Regions from separate parts of the Canis lupus genome. Here region 1 is linked to region 2. A link is a contact called in public Hi-C data. All regions are on one chromosome and are shown on one strand. Each heading gives the region's core, a stretch centred on a gene start, on an enhancer-like site or on the middle of the called end of the contact. The rest is flanking DNA. Distances are from core to core; before and after follow the strand shown.

Region 1 (5,385 bases), core at 261-2,760, 390 kb before region 2:
AATTAAGTGAACTCGTACAGCCCGGTTTCTCCCTCTATCACTTTCCCCACCTGGGACCCAGCACGGCCTTTTCTCGCTGTGTTACTATACGTCTGAGTACAAAAATACACATAGGGGATCCCTGAGTGGCTCAGCGGTTCAGTGTCTGCCTTCGGCCTAGGGCGTGACCCTGGAGACCCGGGATCGAGTCCCACGTCAGGCTCCCTGCATGGAGCCTGCTTCTCCCTCTGTCTCTCTCTCTCTGTCTCTCTCTCTCTCTATATATATATATATGTATATTATGAATAAATAAATAAATAAAATCTTTAAAAAATATATACATAGACGTACCTACACACATACCTATAATCACAAGGGGGTAAACTGACATTTATGGCACTTTCAGTAGACGCTACAATCGTTATCATTTCACTTAATTTTTACACAACGCTCTCGGAGAGAGAACGCACTTCTAAACGTAGCCCCGCCGGCCGGGTGATGGAACAGCGGAGGTTTGCAGGACTTGCCCAAGTTCACAGACGTGGCGGAGCTGCGATCAGAATCCAGCTCTGACCTCAGCAACAAAGCCGCGCCAGCGCGCACCTCGACGGGAGGCTAGTTTGGGAAGTTCCGATTCACACCTGCGCCACCCAGGCCACGTCCTGGTCACAATAAATTCAACGTTCACGCCCCCCCACCCCCACCCCTCACCCTCGCTCGGTGGCGGGAGGCGAAAGCCGGGAGCGGCCGGAGAGCGGAGGGCAACTTCCGAGCCCCGGCTCCCCCCCGAGGACCACGCCGGCAGGAGGAAGAGGAGAGATCCGAGCGCGGGCGACTTCTACCTCAGCCCCGCGGAGGAGGCAACGCGGGGCCTGACGATGGCCGCGGCAGAAGCGGGCAAGTCCCGCACGCACTGCCTCGGGGGCCCCAGAGCTTACCTTAACTGCCACCTCCGGAGCCGAGTCCACCGCCACTGCCAGAGAGGGCTTGGTCGAAGCCGACTTCGTCAGGTGCATGAGCGAGTCGGCGGCTGGCAGGCAACACCGCCCGCCCTCACTGTCCGAGTCCGATTCGGACCCTGAGCCCGAGCCGTAGGACGCAGCCAGAGCTGCAATCGCAGCCGACATGACGGCGACAGACCCTCTGCGGAGACCAGGCCCGGGCGGAAGAAGCGGCTTCCAGGTCCTGACAGATGACCTGACGGATTATACACACACACACACGTTATTTTACTTCCTTCGCTAACAACTCACTTACGGCATTTTAAGATGTACACAACGTGGTATTCGAAGACGCACAAGAGGGCTGAGAACACGGAAGCGCTTATCTAGGGAAATTAAAGGAAAAATTCTACAGTCCCTAAAAACTTCCAGGACCTACGTGGCCAGACGAAAGACTACGAGTCCCGAAGTGCCTCGAGGCAGCCAGGTCCTACACTCCCGGCGGGCAGCGCGGCGGGAAGTTGGCAGAGGCGCAGTGGGAAGTGTAGTTCGGAGGGAGGGACTGGGCGGGGCCAAGTGGGCGGGCCTCTCCGCGGCCCCGCCCCCGGACGGAGGGTTCATTCAATTGGCTCTCCTCTTCCCTCACTCCCGGGCCGAGCGCTGTTCTCTCCATCCCCTTCCCCCAAATTGAGGATCGGGCAGTACCATAGAGCCTCGGGAAATGGGGGGGGAAGCCGTCTTCCTGCCGTGCGCCGGCTGAGGGGGCGGAGGCCGAGTTCTCCACCGCGGCGGCACCCGGGCGCTGGGAGCTGAAGAGGACAGTGAGGAGCTTGAGTTGGAAGCCCTTGAGTGGTGGAGAATAGGTCCTGATGGGAGGGACGGGAGATTAGGTGCCGAGGTCCCGCGGTCGCCCCCCCCGCCCTCCCCCGCTGCAGGCGCGGATCGCCGCGCCCGGTTGTGGAGCGTCGCGCGCGGGGAGGGGGCGGGTGGGGGGCGGCGGCGGCGGCGGCGGCGGCTCGCGGCGTTGTTCGCTCGCGCGTCGAGCACACGGTGGGTCCGGCGGCGCGGCGGCGTTCCCGGGAGCCCGGAGCCCGTTCCGCTCCGGAGCCCGTCGCTCCTGGAGGCTCTGAGGTGGAGTCGCGGCGGCCGAGGGGGGACCGAAGCATGAAGACGGGGTAAGGCAGAAGCCCCCCCGCCCCCCATGATTTCACGGTGAGCGCGAGTCTCTCAGGAATTGTGTTTCGGGGGCGGGCGCTGCCGCGGGAGGAACTCCTCCTCACCGGCCGGAACGCGCGGAGGTGTGTGTGTGGCGCTCCCGCCCGGTAAAGGTGACGGGGATGGGCGCGCCGCCCCCGCCCCCCACCCCCCCCCCGGCCGCGGGTTTCCGGAGCTCCGGCCGCCCACCCGCCAGCCGCGCCGGGGGCTGAGGGAGACGCCGAGGGAGACGCCGAGGGAGACGGCGGCCGCCCGAGGCCGCCCGAGGTGGGGACACTGCAGGTGTCACCTGGGCTGCCGGGCACCCCCTGCGGCCCCGGGGGTGGGGCGGGGGCGGGGGCGGGGGCGAGGAGCCCGGGCTCGCGCGACGTGCGGGAGGCTCCGCGCAGCCGGCCGGTGCGTTTGCGTGTGGGCGCCGCGCGTCTTTCTGTCACGGACCGAGAGGTAAGGCGACGCCCCGGGGCCGCCCGCCCCTCCGCCCCGACGTCGGCCCGACTCGCCCATTGTGCCGCCCGGATCATTATTCAACTCTGCAGCATCCATCCATTGCACCTTTTTCTTCCCATTTCTGTTTTCCCCTGGCTACAGCGTGCCCCCTAGCTTCGGTGTGCTCCGACGCCGCCGCCCGCAGGCGCTCGCCGGGGGATGCGCGCGGAAGGAGGACGCGACCGAAAGCGCATCCCATCCCGGCCCGAACCTTCACAGCCTGGCGCCGATTAATCCAGCCGATTAATTGATCTAGCTAACCCCCGGCTAGCGAGACGCTCGAATAGGACCCGGTCTCATCCCGCCGCCCCCCCCCCCCCACCCCGTTTCCGCAGGAGGGGAGCCTCGGCTCACAATTTAACGTCGTCTTCGGTGGTGGATCCGCGGACCCGTTAAGTCCTGTTTCTCGTGCGGTAACTGATGTGTGGGTCATCCGCCCCGTCTCCTGTGCCCACCTTCAGTGTGCGCGGGGGGCAACTTCCATCTAAGGGCTGGTAGTACTATCGCATAATTAGAAACGCAGGCTTGCCTCTGCTCCCAGGAGCGGTTTCTCCCCCCCACCCCCACCCCCCACCCAGGTGCTTGACTTTGTGTTAGCAAAGTATTTTTTATTTTACGGCGAGTGTTGGAAGAAAGGACTATGATCTACAGTCTTCTGGAGTCTTGAATGAGAAAAGTTTTGGTGTTTGGTTGTTTTTCAGTAATAGAATATTTTATTGCTGATCCTAGCCTTCAGTTGAATGAAAGGAAGCCTTTCATATTGAAGGTGGGGGTTTTTCAACTGCCAATAATGAGCATTTGCTAATTCCTCTAATTTTATTTTATTTTCATTTATTCAGTTCTTTGCAATATCATGTATTTAACATGACTTGCTGTTAGGATATTTTCTGTCTCTGTCTCTCTCTCTCTCTCTCTCTTTTTTTTTTTCTAACTTCTCTCTCCAAGGATGGGCAGGCTCCAGTTTTGCACCATCTACCTGAAAGATGGAATATGTTTCTGAAAATGGAAGGAACAACTGTTGGTTACGTGATTATGATGTTAAAAACTGTCTACCTCTCCTTCCTTAAAAATAAATGATTCACTACCAAAAATAAGTGTTTTTTTTGTTGTTGTTGTTGTTGTTGTTTTTGTTTTTTGTTTGTTCTTTTGGTAAGCCTCCCCTTCCAGCTTCTCTTGTTTAAGCTTGTTGCCATAACCCTCTGGATAAAACAGAATTGCACATAGGCATCGCAGAGGCAGTTGTTTTAAGATACAGTAATTGTTTTATGGCATTTGGAAGTGGCGCACATATAATATAACTTGATAGCGTAGTATCAGGTGATTGGTTAGGAAATGACCTTGCAATTTACAAAATGGACACCTCTGTGCCTTAGTTTCCTTATGTGTAAATGGAGAAAATACTCATTTATGTCACTGAGGAGTATGCATAAATTCAATATAGATGTTTTCATAATGCTTTTAAGGAAAATTTAGGTATTTTAACTGATGGATGATGAAAATATTTCAGAGTTAAGTACAAGGATGTCATTAGGATATTCCGTGGCATTTTAGAATGGCTGATTTACATTGAATTTTGCTTGGGAAATCATGGCTCTATATTGAAAAAGGTTTCTCATCAAGAGTTTCTATTAATTGCAAATTTAATGGGCATTATAGTTGATATCTATTTATAGTTATAACTATAGATGTAGTTTATATCAATGAAAAAAAAGTTATATGGCTTGGTAATAAACAAGTAGAATCTTGAATTAAGTTAAAAAAAAAACAGAAATTGAAATATTTGCACATGACATGGCCCAAAATACATAGTTGTGGTCATTTGTAAGGTATGATATGAAGTTTTATTATTCAAGTTTGTAAATAATCACACATTCAGATGCAGTGTATTTATATTGTATCATACTATATTTAATTATACATTTTGCTTCATTTTCAGAATAGTTTAAGGTATCTATTTCCAAGTGTTTGCTTTTCAGTATCACAGAGATGGTAATAGTAGCTTTTGATTTCCTTACTGGAGTATTATTAACTCAGTTAATTTTCATAGCAAAAGCTACTGTTAAGATATTAGGGCTTTTTACCAAAGCCATATTTTTGGTTACTTTGTGGGGAAGCCTCATATAGATAAGTTTATACAAATGTCTTTAGAATTACCATTGTGTAGTTTCTGTTTTTGAAAATGAATTTAATTGGATTTTTAATGTTTTATCAAATGACCAACTTTAAATTCAACTGTCATTATCACTTGGGTAAATACAGTTAAAGGGGGTGGGGGTAACTGAGGGGGGCACTTGACGGGATGAGCACTGGGTGTTATTCTGTATGTTGGCAAATTGAACACCAATAAAAAATAAATTTATTATTAAAAAAAAATACAGTTAAAGGTTTTTCTAAGCTCTTTGAGGACAGGAACTAACCTGAGTCTTATTGTCATAAATCCAAAGTTGCTAGCATAGTGTTTAGCAAATAGTAGGGGCTTATTTTCATTGTTGTTGTTGTTGTTAGACAAATAAAATGAATGGGTGGAGAATACCCATTGATTTAATAGACTAAATAGAAAATTTTAAAAACAGATTTGTCAAACACACTGTAATTCATGAAACATAGCTTTATCTCAGGAGAAAAGAGAAAATGTTTTAGAGGTTTTTTGAACTTTATTTACCTGTTCAGATAGAATTCCTTACCTGTGCATTTTTTGAAAGAGTACAAAATACCTATATACTATAATGTGGGTTGTCAACCTTTCATTTATAAAATTATTAGT
Region 2 (5,416 bases), core at 1,070-3,569:
GTGGCTCGCCAGCTGAGTGTCTGAGTGTCTGCCTTTGGCCCAGGGCGTGACCCCAGGGTCCCAGGATCCAGTCCTGCATCGGGCTCCCTGCAGGGAGCCTGCTTCTCCCTCTGCCTGTGTCTCTGCCTCTCTCTGTGTGTCTCTCATGAATAAATAAATAAAATCCTTTAAAAAGAAAAAAGGCACATCATTAACAGCAATCCTAGTGATTGGTATGCCGCGGACTATGAACACACACAAGTTACCCATTCAAAAGTCAAAAATATTTTTTTCATACTCTTGCCTGTACTGTAAGCAGAGAACGGCAGACCGCTAATGGACTTTCTGAAAGTTTTGTTTTGTTTTAATCTGAAAGTTTTCTTAAAAGAACCCAGTAACTCGTTCAGAACTTCGTGAACAGTTTCCGAGATGCCACAAGCACCTGTTTCCAGCATGTTCCAAGCGTGACTCTTCCGTGGAAGCACGGACAAGCCAAAGCAGCAGTGCCCTGGGTGCGGGGACAAGGCGAAGCTCCCTCAGACTCCCGCCCAAGGCTGGGATTAGGGGCCCGGGGAGGGGGGATGCTGGGATTAGGGACCCGGGGATGGGGGGATGCTGGGATTAGGGACCCGGGGAGGGGGGATGCTGGGATTAGGGACCCGGGAGGGGGGGATGCTGGGATTAGGGACCCGGGAGGGGGGATGCTGGGATTAGGGACCCGGGGAGGGGGGATACTGGGATTAGGGACCCGAGGAGGGGGGATGCTGGGATTAGGGACCCGGGGAGGGGGATGCTGGGATTAGGGACCCGGGGAGGGGGATGCTGGGATTAGGGACCCGGGGAGGGGGGATGAGGGATTAGGGACTGGGGGGGGGGATGCTGGGATTAGGGACTCGGGGAGGGGGGATGCTGGGATTAGGGACCCAGGGAGGGGGATGCCGGGATTAGGGACCCGGGGAGGGGGGATGAGGGATTAGGGACTGGGGGGGGGGGATGCTGGGATTAGGGACTCGGGGAGGGGGTATGCTGGGATTAGGGACCCGGGAGGGGGATCTGGGATTAGGGACCCGAGGAGGGGGATCTGGGATTGGGGCCCCGGGGAGGCTGATGCTGGGATTAGGGATGCTGCACCGCCACACACCCCCGCCCCGCGTCGCGCCCCACTGCGCCCCGCCGGGAACTTACAGCTCTGGTCTCATACAGAACCAGCTTCTGGACGGAGCTGATGATGGGGGCGGCGGCCGTGGGCATGGTCGGAGGAAGGGGGGGCTCCCCTACAGGGCACCAGGCCGCGGCCCAGCTGCGGCAGCCTCCAGACTGCCCCCCGGAGGCCCGCGGAGAGGACACCTCAGACCCCCGGCCTCCAGCCGGGCAAACACCCCTCGGGCACCACACAAACAGAAGACCGGGGCCCAGCTCAGGTGCTTCCGGATCCCCGCTCCCCACCTCCAGCCAAGCCCCGCCCCGGGCACGTCGGGGGCGGGGCTGGAGGATCTACCATAGAGAGGGCGTGAAGAGGCTCCCGGAGCCTGCGTGCTGCCGAGGCCGGAAGCCAAGGGCGCCATTTTGGATGCGGGCAGGGGGGGAAAGTGGGCGGGGTTAAGGTCCCGCGGTTAGCGTAGGCTCTCCTTTATCTGGTCCTCCTCCTTTGGAAAGGGGGACGGTTTGATGGGTTGGTTCTTTTGAAGCATTTCTCCGAATTGTAGCTAGGTCCATTCGAAACTATTTTTGGTTTTTTGTTTTTGTTTTTTCCCTGCCTACCTCTGCCTTTTATTGTCCTGGAAGCCTATCTGATAGCCCTTCCCCGAGAGTCGGTGTCTTTCCCCTGGCATCTCTTTGTTACCCTGAAATTTCAACCTGGATGAAAATCAACAAAATCCATCGTGTCCTGAAGTTGTGTGGTTCAAGGAATTTTTTTTTTTTTAGCTCTTAGATCATTTTTTTTTAGATCATCTTTTAAAAAAAATTTTTTTAAAAATCACCTGAAGTTGCACAATTTGGGCGGAACTTGCCACATATTTGTGGCTGAGACGGGCCATTTGTAAATTCTACCGATGGACTGCCGAGTGTAGCGCGCCGTGCGGGTTAAAATTAGGTTTCTCCCATCGGATGTGTGTGAACTTGGTGGGTGGGGTACATACCCTCTCTAATCATCACCTTCTCTGTTTGTGAAAAGGAATGTGTTACAAAGTTAGGAGCGAAAGTGAATAGGTAAGACTCTAAGAAATGAATGAATGCCAGCCCCGCCTCCCGAGGCGGAGTCTCCCAAGAGGCCCTGCGCCGTGCACCTGCGGGGGTTTCCTAGGCAACCGGTGCACCGACCGCGGGGCCGGGGAGTTCTGCGGGGCCGGGTAAGTGGGGGTCCTCGCCCCCGCCCCCAATTCCGTCTGTATCAGTTGAGTGCACTCTCACCTCCTGCAGGGACCGCAGACCAATTCCTTTTCTTACGAAACTAAAACTTTGGGATCTCTGGGTAAATTGCTTTTTAAAAACATTTTTTTTCCAGGGTGTTTAAAAAATGTGTCTATTTAAATTCAATTTGCCAACATACAGTATCACACCCAGTGCTCATCCCAGCAAGTGCCCTCCTCCTGAGTGCCCGTCACCCAGTTACCCAACTCCTCCCCCCACCTCCCCTTCTGCAACCAGAAGTTCATTTGTTCGTTTCCCAGAGTTAGGGGTCTCTTACGGTTTGTCTCCCTCTCTAAATGTTCCCCACTCAGTTCCCCTGCTTTCTCTTCTAATCCCTTTCACTATTTCCTATATTCCCCGTATGAGTGAGACCATATGTGGGTAAATTACTTTATTTATTTATTTATTTATTTATTATTTATTTATTTATTTATTTATTTATTTATTTATTGTAAATTACTTTTAAAACCATCTTCCATCCCAACGACTGTCTTCATTCCCAAGATACTGAGCACCTGCTATGAGAGTATAAGGCGTTGCCCAAGCAGAAGTGCTAGGTCTCCCAGGAGATGGGCCGCCTGTAAACTGCAGAACCCTCTGCTAGGGATTTTGTCAACCGCTAAAAATGTGAGGGAACTTTTAAAAATTCTATTGAATTATGGTATAAACACATAACACAGTGTGATAGTACAGATTATGTTACCCAACAGTGAGATGTTAGAGATCATATTTAAAATTTAAAGTTGAGAAACTACCAAATTTTTTAAATAAGTGTTTAATTGTTATTTTAATTTTCTTTCATAGTTTGGTCCTACTTTTGCCAAGAACTAGAAAGATGGTCATGTCAGTTCTGGCATTTTACATTGACTTGGATCTTTGAACTGGGAAGAATATTTCATTGTTTTGTTTCATAAATGGAAACCAATTCTTCTAAGTATGAGTATTAAGTACTTGCACTATGCTTTTCTTTAGGATAACAACTCTTAAAATATCTGTTGAATTCTGGTTTCCGGTATTTAGTTTTCAACTATTATATCATATTGTAATATAGCACTTCCATTAGAACATTGTCTTAGTTATGGTTCACCCAGCAGCAGATCCTGAGACAAAAATTCGAGGGCAAGTGCCTTGTATGGTGGGAAGTAATCCCAGGAAACAACATCAGTAAGCAAAAGGAAGCTGATTAAGGGAATATTATCAAGCAAATTTCTCTGTAGGCTGAATTCACTGGAGAATCCTGAGATGTATATCTCAGACTATTTCCCCCTTAAGGGCAAAAGAGCTGGAGGATTTATTCACCAACTCCCATCAGTTATTATCTGAGGCCTGCTTTGGCAGAACCTTAATTCCCTGGAACTTCCCATCTGCCCTGTGCTCAGGCCCACTGGATATGTATGGCAGCTGGAAGTTGAACCCTTTGGCAGAGGGTCACACATGCTAGCAGTGGGAAGTCAGGCTGGCCATGCACGGGAAAGGTACCTATCAAGTGGTTATGGGCACTAATAGCACCTGCTACATTCCAACCTTTGTACTACTCGTATCCACCCTTCCCCCACATAAGTTCACACCATCCCCTCACCAGTTCTTCACGGTGGCGGCCGGTCCCGGTTTCTAAAACAAAAGGACTTAGTAAAAGATGATTAGTGGGACAAGCTACAGAATCCACTACTGCAATTAATCCTAGGCCTGTAACAGAGAATTCATCACTTCTGTCCTCTACCACTCATTCTAGATTTCCCTTACCCTTGGCCAGCTGCTGGTCTCAGTTGTTTTCTTAGTATGGTAGCCAGCCTTTATCCCAGAGGGGTATAACCCCCTTGTTACCATGATTTTGTCAGGTTGTGCTCGCTATAATCATCACAAGAGGTGTCTTAGAGAAACCCCTGGGTTCAAGACCTGTATCTCCCTGCACCAAGTATGTAGCAGCAACCCTATCCTCAGCTGCCAGTGCAGTAACTCCTAATGGGCATGGGGAGCCACATATGACCAGGCAGCAGTTTCAGATTCAGTGAAACCTAACAAAGGGGATCCCCCGATAGAAGCCTCTCTCTTGCATCAATCAAAATCAGGACCTGCAGTCCAGCAGAGCCTGAAGTCATAGGGAAAGGTGGTACAAATTCATGTCAATCACTGAGAATGGTGGTAGGACAGACCATTCCTAACCCTTAGTTCAAAACATATTTTGCATCTTGAAGTAGTATCTCAATCCCACACAATCCCAAATGGAGCTTTACTTGTACCCTTAAGAGGCTACTCCAATATTCTGTGAGACCAGCAGATTCTGGATGAAGTGTGATATGGGGTATAATCAGTGGATCCTTCTTATCATAGCTCCTTTACTATAAAGAGGGTCCTTTGATCCAAGGCAATATTGTATGGGATCTCATTGTGATAAATGAGACACACTCCAAACCTTCAGATAGTGGTGCTGGCCAGGCGCTGTGGGCAGGGAAGGCATACCCATACTAAGGTGCCCTCTTCAAGGCAAAGGGGTGCCATGTGATCAGTTTGTCACTGAGTGGGTATATCATCATCTTGTGGGGTTAGCCTCAGTCTGCTGCAGGCAGGTGGGCAATATTCAGTGGCCTTGCTGTTGAGCCTATGCATGGCTTCCAATTCTTCCACCCCTACAATTATGCCTCCTCCATTCATGAGCCCATTTTGGAAGCACTGAAGTGACCAGGGATAAACACTGGCTGGCGTGTACTGGGTAACCATCCTGCTTTGTGAGATACAAAAGTCCACATATTTTGTGTCCACTCATGTTTGTTTTCTATGTGGCATAACGAAATTAGCTGGGCCCTCCACTCAGGGTCTCACAGGGCTGCAGTCATGGTGTTGGTTGAGCTGCATTTTCATCTGGAGGCTCTACTAGGGAAGAGCTTGCTTCCAAGCTCATTTAGATTGTTGGCAAAATTCATCTCTTTGTGGTGGTAAGACTGACGTCCTACTTTTCTTACTGGCTAGTGTACAGGGGCTGTTCTCAGTGACTAGAAGCCACCCACTTGTTCCTTGGATGCAGTCC

The links. Hi-C and Micro-C count contacts between places; a contact is called where the count stands out from the background.
Region 1: a Hi-C map of blood shows a contact between it and region 2, with 10 times the contacts expected there. The contact joins the promoter of CDC40 here to the promoter of AK9 in region 2. A contact is called at or near these places in 3 of 9 Hi-C or Micro-C datasets (amygdala and blood).

What each region holds. Positions count from the first base shown.
Region 1 is chr12:67,247,714-67,253,098 of UU_Cfam_GSD_1.0, reverse strand. CDC40 (pre-mRNA-processing factor 17) reads right to left here and starts at 1,510. Exons shown (of 16, transcript XM_038554927.1): 1 at 1,360-1,510; 2 at 918-1,176. The coding sequence starts at 1,106. It overlaps WASF1 (wiskott-Aldrich syndrome protein family member 1), which reads left to right and starts at 1,544. Exons shown (of 9, transcript XM_038554931.1): 1 at 1,544-1,783.
Region 2 is chr12:66,859,007-66,864,422 of UU_Cfam_GSD_1.0, reverse strand. It overlaps AK9 (adenylate kinase 9), which reads left to right and starts at 2,319. Exons shown (of 41, transcript XM_038554914.1): 1 at 2,319-2,452. It overlaps FIG4 (FIG4 phosphoinositide 5-phosphatase), which reads right to left and starts at 1,397. Exons shown (of 23, transcript NM_001114625.1): 1 at 1,165-1,397. The coding sequence starts at 1,230.